Linked DNA regions of Capsicum annuum: region 1 is linked to region 2. A link is a contact called in public Hi-C data. All regions are on one chromosome and are shown on one strand. Each heading gives the region's core, a stretch centred on a gene start, on an enhancer-like site or on the middle of the called end of the contact. The rest is flanking DNA. Distances are from core to core; before and after follow the strand shown. Region 1 has its middle 9.5 kb from the start of LOC124899261. Region 2 overlaps LOC107873083 (folate-biopterin transporter 1, chloroplastic).

Region 1 (4,465 bases), core at 1,678-4,177, 210 kb before region 2:
CGAGAGAACCTACTAGTTCACCTCTACATTAGACTACGCACCGCACGAGTTGTTGTCATGCGATGGAGAGCACGTCACACCTTCCCTCCCAGTTTGCCTAACAGGATTTGATTTTATTACATTGTTTTAAGGGATTTTTAATCCTTTCTTGGTTAAAAACCACCCCCACCTATGCTAAACGACCCCAAATCCCTATGTATGAATATTATCAGTCAAAAACACATTTCACTCTTCCCTAAAACTCTTAGATGCAAGAACAACTAGGGTTCAAGGTTTAAATCTCAAGCTTTCTAAAAATTATTTCCGTAAAAGGTATGTTGAACAATCTCCTTTCTAGTAAATTCATAAATAGTTCATTTCCTATTATAAAGTTTATATTTATATAAATTATGATTGTGGGTCTATGAGGATGGTGCTCAAAAGATGGTTTGACTTAAGTTACAAACCCTTTTTTATGCAATTGCTCTTAAATTGCTACTTGAATTTGAGAAGTAAGATTATTGCTTGAATTATGAAACCTTGTTATTATATAATGATATTTGGGACATGTTGAAGTCAAGAGGTCATGTTTCTTTTTAAACTACCTTATGCAAATCTTGATTGTTTTACCCCTTTTCGGATTTCATTTAAGAGAAAATGGTTTTGACCTTTTAAAACTATTTCAAAAATTCAAGAAAATTTTGAAATAATTCTTTAAAGAATTTCCAAAGTCACCACTTGATATTTACAGAAATTATCAAGAAAACTTAACGATATTTCAAAGATTCAAAAATAGAATAAATCATTGAAATAAGAGAAACTAGGTAAGGGTTCAATTAACGCTCTAAGAAGGTTTTTAAGACACTTAGGAGCGTCCATTTAAAATGATTCACCAAAAATCATTTTTTGACTAACTTACAAAATCTTTGCAAAAAAGGTTGCTTTTATAAAATTGTTTGTTCCCATGTTTAAAATTGGCATTTATTTATTCAAACGAGAGATATTCTACTTGAATTTCGGAAAAGGTTACAACATGTTCTTACTTAATCCGCTATCAATTTTGAGGAAAATTACTAAATGTTCCGCTTAATTTGAAGAACATTACGAAATATCTTGCTTGAGAAAATAATTTACTTAGTCACAAGAAAGTTAGAGTTTGAGAAAACGATCAAGGAATATGCTAATGGGAAATTTCTACTTAATTCGTAATTATTCCTAGAGAAATTATGGAATATTTAGTTGAATTAAAAAAGAAACCTATTTAAACTTGATTGCACATTCGAATTTAAGGAGGAAATAAGTTTGATTTTTATGGAAAAGAGATTATATAATTATACATCGTTATTATTGTCATAAAAATGGTCATTTTGTTATAAATAACACCTTTGAAAAATATTAAAAAGGTATCATGTTAAAAAAATATTTTATCAATTATGCAAAGTTAGAATTTACGAGAAAGAAATTAACTTCTTGAGTTTGATGAAATTATTTTAACCCAAGTAGGTTATTAGTCATATGAACAAGACAAGTGTCATTTTCAAATAGAGGGCTTAACAATTTTTCTTTTAAAAATTAGTTTTAGGAAGAACAATCGAAAGAGCCACTTTAATCCGTTTAGACAAAATAAATTAGGTGAGAAAATTTTGGATCGAATATGGAAATCGAAGGAAAACAAAATAGCAACAACAAGGGGTAACACTGGATTAATTAACTAAAGTTAGTGCTAATACAAATAAACAAATATAAGTTGCAATTTATAAGAGAATAAAAGATTAAAGTTGAGGTTGGGCCCTTTTGGGCCCATCAGTAGGCTGCCCAACCTTTGGGCTTACAATTTTATGGACTTTAAGTCCATTTTCCTGTACGTATACTAGTTGTATATCACAGCCCCTTTTCCTCGCGTTTTTGTGTATATATGGTGTATATATGATCGTAATTCAGTCACATACACACAACTTTTAGCCCTCCCCCTGTATAATCAGCTTCTTTTTCCATTTTTTATGCGTATATCCTCAGCATACTGTTGTATACCTGTGTATGTAGCTTTGTTTCTCGACGGATTTAGTCTATTTTTTGGATTTAGACAAGGTTCAAACTCGACGTTAGACTAGGCCTCGATGGCCCATTACAGAAATGCAAGGACGTGGGTCGGATTAGACTCCAACGACGATGCTCATGCAAAAAGAAGAAGTAAACGATTAACTCAATTCGAAAGACTCTGGCATACAATTTTAGAAAGCAAAAAAAAACAAGTTCTCACTAACCAATGTTATTTAAAAGAGGAGAAACTAAATCTTTGAACAACTGTAGGTGATTAGAATAGCAGAAAATGAAATGCGTCAATTGTAAGATCGTATTGAAAACAAGAACAACATATATTACTTTATTCTAAGGGAATCAAAAATATATCCTAACTAATTAATCGACTTAGACAAGACTAATCTAACATTTACAATTATGCAACTACTCATTATCTCACTAAGCTAACCAATTTACCTAAACTAATCAACTATTTACTTTATAATCTCAACACAGTTAAACAAAAATTTGTTTAAAAAATATCTTGTTCATCAAATTTCAACAATCCAAACATGACCAGACAAAGGCACCATTATACAGATGAAATCGCCATTTTATTAAATCACCAAAACCCCTCAATATAGAAGACTAAAGACCATAAGAAAGGAGATAAGTATTTTGGGAGATTCATTATCTCTACTTGAACACAAATATTATCATTTAAATATGGCCATAGAGAAAGTAATAAACCACTATCCTTAATCAGGGAGGTTTCACTTTCCAGTAATCAATTTTAAACTCGCTCATATGCATACAAAACAAGAACAGATTTCAAACTAACACCAGTGAATGTAAAACAGATTTCAAACTAGCACCAGTGTATGTAAAACAGATTTCAGACTATCACAATGGCACACAAAACAGATGTACTTTTTTTGGTGATCAATTCTAAGCCACCACATATGCAGACACATAACATGACTTCGACTTAGCATATCTCAAACTTTCAAATTTTCATCAAAAAATCAAAACCTCTTTTTTTTTATTAGACGAGACCAGCCCACTCTCACAATTATAGCAAAATTCTGGACTTACTATATTCAAGAGTAAATAAGAAAAAACCTAAGAAAGATGAAGTGCTCACAGAACACTAAAGAGAATTCATACAAAATCAAATAAGTCTTAATTTAACATGAGACGAAAACTTTAGTTACAGGAAACAAATTGGGTGAAAAGTTTACCAACTTCCATCATAGAACACAGGTTGGGGATTTTGTGGAGCTGAGGGGTATATAGATTGTGATGGCATTTTCCCAGAATTAGACCCGAAAGATTTCTTTGACTTCGGGTTTGGACTAGAGGATACAAAAGACACATCTTCTCTCTTTTTATTAGGGAATCCTGAAGATCCAAGTTGTGCAGAGATCTTGTTGATTTTTCCTGTCCGGAGTCCTTTTTCAATTGTTTCACCAATCTTAACCAAGTCAGCGAAGGTAGCATGAATTGTCGATTTCATTTTGTCATAAAACTCTCCCTCCTGAGCTCGGGTAAACACAACGACTATTTTTTTCTGTCATAGGAGGTCATACCTCTACTGCCTCTTTCTGCCAATAACAGGCATATTCATAAAAGAATTCATTAGACTTTTTCTTGATGCGGTTCAAAGAATATCGATCAGGAAATATCTCTACATTGTAGGAAAATCTATCAACAAAATCCCTAGCTAAAGCACTCTATTTAGGCCTTTTCTTTAATTTTTGTGAAGCAACCCACTCAGGCTTCGACTGAAGAGCCTTAGCAACAATGCTTCATTTCTACCAGAGCCTACCATTTGGTCACAATATCTTCTCAAGTGGGTTGTCGGGTTTCCATTACCATCAAGTGTCTCATACTTAGGGACTTTAAATACTTCGGGCAAGTTCAAGTCAAGGTGAATGCAAAGGTCATCATAACTGAACCCTATTGCATTGGGCGAATTGTGTGTTTTCTTCATCTTGGTGATCTTTTCCTTTATCAGTAGTAGCTTCCTAGCATGTCTGCCTTCAGGCACCTTACACTCCTTCTCCATCTCCTCATAATGGTCAATTTATAGATTTTGGGGGAATGTATAGTAAAAGGAAGGCATTACAATAGCATGAATGGTAGCGGGAGGCATATTTTGGGTCATTAGAGGATTTTGAGTGGTATGAGCAAAGTTTTGGTATATGGGAACTGAATTTTAAGGAACATTGGCATTGGGACTGAAAACAGGGTGAGTATTTTGGGAGGTGAAGGCATTTATGAAGGTATTTTGGTAATTTAGAGTGAAGCTTTGAGGGTGGTAAGCATTTGGATTATTTTCTCGATTGGTATTGTAAGTAGGCGGGTATGGTTTTGGCACGACAGATTGATGGAATTAGCGGGAGGTCTAGGCATAGAAATGGAGGGTATGTCGTTTGGTTAGTTTCCATTGTTGGGAAAGCTAAGA
Region 2 (4,258 bases), core at 1,448-3,947:
GAAGGTTTAGTTATTATTAAATATGTATTAGCAGCTATTCTATGTATAAGATTTCATATACATTTGTTAAGATTATATAGTGAATTGTATAAGGTATTCGTATACATGTGAAACAGTATTAGATTATATTTATTACTTGTATAAGGTTTACACATACATGTGAAACTGTTGTATGAGGTTTTCTTTTATTTGTTTTGGCAGTATGATTCTATGTATAAGATTTCATTATACATGTACTAATACTATATTATTAATTGTATAAGGTTTACACATACATGTGAAACTATTGTATTAGGCTGCATTTTTTTTTTGTTTTGTCTTTCTGCTTTTATGTATAAGATTTCATTATACATTGGTTCAGATTATGTATTGATTTGTATAAGAAGGTTATACTTTCCAAAACAATAATTGCGTCGCTTTTGTAGGATTGATGAATAATTTTCAACTCCCAAACACCCTAATGACGCAACAATATAGGGATGTTCATATTGATTTTTTGGAGAATTAAAAAAAGCAGATGTTGACCTTTTTTTTTTTTCAAAACGTAATGTAACAAAGAAGAAAATTAATTGTGATGTTTAAGATATTTTTTAAATTTGAATTTCAGTTACTATATTTAATCATACACCACATAATGATAATTAATTAATGACGTTAATTAAGGAAGAGAAAGATATTATCTTCCTTCTTATTTTTTGAAAAAAAAAAATCTCAGTTCAACAAAAATCAAAGAACGATTAGAAAATAATTGTCAAGAATCTATTGGTAAAAATATTTTTACTTGGAAATCAACACCATGTTTTTGCTGCTTCTTTGATTGAGCTTTAATTTTTAACATTATTAATGGCGTATGAAGGTTAGCAGAGTTTTGGGTTTAACGGCGAGATGTCAAAAAAAAAAAAGTTAATGATACTATACTTTCCGAAAGAATAATTGTGTTACTTTTGTAGGATTGATAACTGATTTTCGACTCCCAAATACCTGAATGTCACAACAATATTGGGATGTTTATATTGATTTTTTGAGAATTGAAGAACGCGGTAGAAGAATTTTTTAGTTTTTTTGGCTGCTACAAAGAAGACTATTTTATCGTGCCATTAAAGAAAATATTTGAATTTAAATTTCAGTTACTATCTTTAATCATACATTACTTAATATTAGCTAATTAATGGTATAAATTAAGGAATTGAAAAATAATATTTGATTTAAAATAATATCTGATTTATCTTACCTTAAATATTGGATTAACAGTTTTATCATACATTCGAACTATGTATGAGGAATTATCGAATGTATGAGTATATTTACCTAATCCGGAAGAGAAAAAGCATTAAGAGATTTTATGTAATTAGTTTAACTAGAGTGAGGATTTATGTGATTTATACTTATATCTATTAGAACGGTTACGTAGGCTCTATGGATTACTTCTTGTGGGGCTTTTCTCGAATTATCTATGGTACTTTCTCTATCCACTTGATTAGGAAGTTTTTGGTATAAATACCGTGGAAGTTGGTTCAATGATTGGAGTGTCTAAAACACTGTTCCAACTTCCAACTTTGCAACATTCCATGTGATAATTTTGGCGAGTATTATGATTTGTCAATCGAATTAATTAATTGTCCAAAAGCAAACACTGCATGCTGGAATTTCTCAAAAAAAGAAAAACATTTATAGCAGAAATTAGCAGACAAAGACATAAGAACCATCGATATTTTCTACAGGACGTCAGATTTGTTGACAATTTATTTGATTTTTGTTGGTATGAGTGAGTGGGTCATGAGAGTTGGAAATTTTCAATGTACATCTGTCAGTACTATCTTTACTTACTAATGGTGTTTCGATGATCATTTCTGTCAAACTATTAAAATATCTTCTCCACAAACTAAAATATTTTTAAAGCATGTAACAACAATTTTCTTGACAAATTGGCCAATAAAAAGTAATAATTTTCAATCTCATTTTTAAAAAAAAAAAAAAAAAAAAAACAGTGCCTATCTGTCGGAAAGCCCTTGAAAAACTCAAAAATTGCGCACCACTATGTACAAATTGCAATGCTCATTTTATGGTTAAATATTTCAATTGCAACAAACAAAACACGCTAATAGTCAATCAAACATTCAACAAACCTCGGAAAATTGGGTGCATCAATGATCAAGTGTCGTGCCAACTATTTGAGCTAGTTTTCTTCACTATGCAGCCTGCACTAATTGGGTAATTAGTTCTTGTTTTCCTAGTGATTGTATGCTTAATCATCTAGTTTTGTCAATTTTCTGAAACGAATACTAAAAATAATAGGCAAAAGCAATGGTAGAATAGTAATAGGTAAAAGCGTGGTAAGAAGGCTCATCTCAAGTGAAATAAATAATAATAGCATATGGTTGTCTTCGCAACAACCCTGATTTTGCCAACTGAGGCCGCGACCACCAATTTCCGTTGTGAACTGCGTATGATTCACTCAATGGAACTAGTGAGTTGCACTTGCTTCTGGATAATGTGTGGGACGGCTACACGAATTCATAGACATCAAATCTTTTGCTGTCTATCCAGTAATATAAATGTTACGATAATGGAATCCCCTCAAAATCGATCCAACTAGTAGCTTAAAAACTAGTACTAGTAAATATTACTAATTTACAATTTTTGTGTCAAGTAATGTCTTGAGATCGTAACTAATTACATGAGTGGATTCTCTCCCACCGAATAAGACAATCTCTCCCAGTAATAACATGAAAAGCTGCAGTTAAAATGATCAACCATGTCTGAGGCCACATTAGCAATTTCATGTCATCAGGTATTGATGTTATATGCAGAGAAGGCAGGAATTTAATACGGCGTCATCTCAATAGCAGTATTCTCCTCTGAATCAGGTTCGTCTCGAGGAAGAAGGCCAAGTAGTGGTATAGGAAGCAGAGAGCTAAGATTGCAGATAATTATTAGTAGAGCCAAGTTGTCAAATTTGTCCTTGGTGACACCAAGGATGTGAGTTAAACCTGCACCAAGTAGGCCCCCAAGCGTACTTCCACCATTGGCTATGGACATAAGGGTTGCAAAGAAGGTTGCCTCCATTCCCAGTGGACATATTCTTGCAGCCAATACAAGAACAGGCATGAAGAAGGCCTGAAAAAAGTACAAGTCAGATTATCCTAAAAAAGTTGCCAGAGTACCACTATTCTGTACTCTCAAAGAATCAAAACCTACTGATCAATCTGATTTCCTCTTTTTCTTTCTTCTAGACCTTTAGTTATCACTTGTGGCATCTCACTGGGTATGTTGTTGTAGACCTTTAGAATTACTTCCCAAAAGTTGGCATTACAGTAAAAAAGTTGGATCTTACAAAGTTAGAGCTTTTAGGTAACATTTCAAGTACCAATAAATGAGCATAACTGTGCATAGGTGTATCCTTCAACATTTAACTAACAGTCTATCTAATGTATGTAGCTTAAATGCTTAATTGAGGTAAGACTCTTAATTAATTAGTCAACACTTCAAATTAATGTAAGAATCCACAAAAAATAACCAAATTATGAAAAAGAAAATAGCCAAAAGAGGTTAACCAAAAATAGCTAAAAACAGAAGAAAAAAAAAGGGCTAGAACACAAATACTTATCCACACCGGGTGTTTACACTTTACAACAAACCAATTCAGTTATCAGGTTTAAGTGATTTAACAAAGTGAAAATATATATCAATGAATCATGGCTAAGTTATAATTTTATATATTCAAACGCACAGTATTCATTGGTATGGTGTAAACACCTGGTACAGGTAAGTTTTCAACTAGAACTGATTGTGTCATAATACACCTGAAACAGAAGTATCGGCTACTTCCCTACGCCTTTATGTGCAACACTACAATTCACAAGTTAATTAGTTTTTCAGCTCAGTAATACAGTTCTTAACTAGAGCCTACTGCTGAATTCCAGTCCTATAGTTCTTGGAATCTAGTGCAGAGCAGAATTCTCGCAATCTATAGACATGCAAAATTCCAAAACTGCTTTAGAGTCTCCTACTTTGATCTATCCATAAATATAAGAACGGTTCCGTCACAATGCAAATACCCTCTTTAGCTAATTGTAATGAGTTTCTTTTCAGTTCCATGTCTACTGTTATGTCCTGTCAATTGCTATATGTTCTTTCAATGCATTTCATTTCTTTTTCAGCGGTTAACTGCAGAAATTTGGATTATGAAGTGAGTTCAAGATTCAGAATGTTTGTATATTAAGGGAAAGCACAGAACTAGATATTGTTAATCGATCTG

The links. Hi-C and Micro-C count contacts between places; a contact is called where the count stands out from the background.
Region 1: a Hi-C map of bud shows a contact between it and region 2, with 3 times the contacts expected there. The contact joins two enhancer-like sites. A contact is called at or near these places in 3 of 5 Hi-C or Micro-C datasets (bud, leaf and placenta).

The regions. Positions count from the first base shown.
Region 1 is chr6:161,458,678-161,463,142 of UCD10Xv1.1, reverse strand. No RefSeq gene overlaps it. Among protein-coding and RNA genes, the nearest start is that of LOC124899261, 9.5 kb to the right of the region's middle. Within about 2 kb of position 2,927, at least 4 of the 5 cell types and tissues checked have an H3K27ac peak or open chromatin away from gene starts, as enhancers often do. A contact at or near this core is called in bud and leaf, where this site is marked.
Region 2 is chr6:161,251,615-161,255,872 of UCD10Xv1.1, reverse strand. It overlaps LOC107873083 (folate-biopterin transporter 1, chloroplastic), which reads right to left. Exons shown (of 8, transcript XM_047413539.1): 8 at 2,518-3,117. The coding sequence ends at 2,824. Among protein-coding and RNA genes, the nearest start is that of LOC107873083, 22 kb to the right of the region's middle. Within about 2 kb of position 2,697, at least 5 of the 5 cell types and tissues checked have an H3K27ac peak or open chromatin away from gene starts, as enhancers often do. A contact at or near this core is called in bud and leaf, where this site is marked.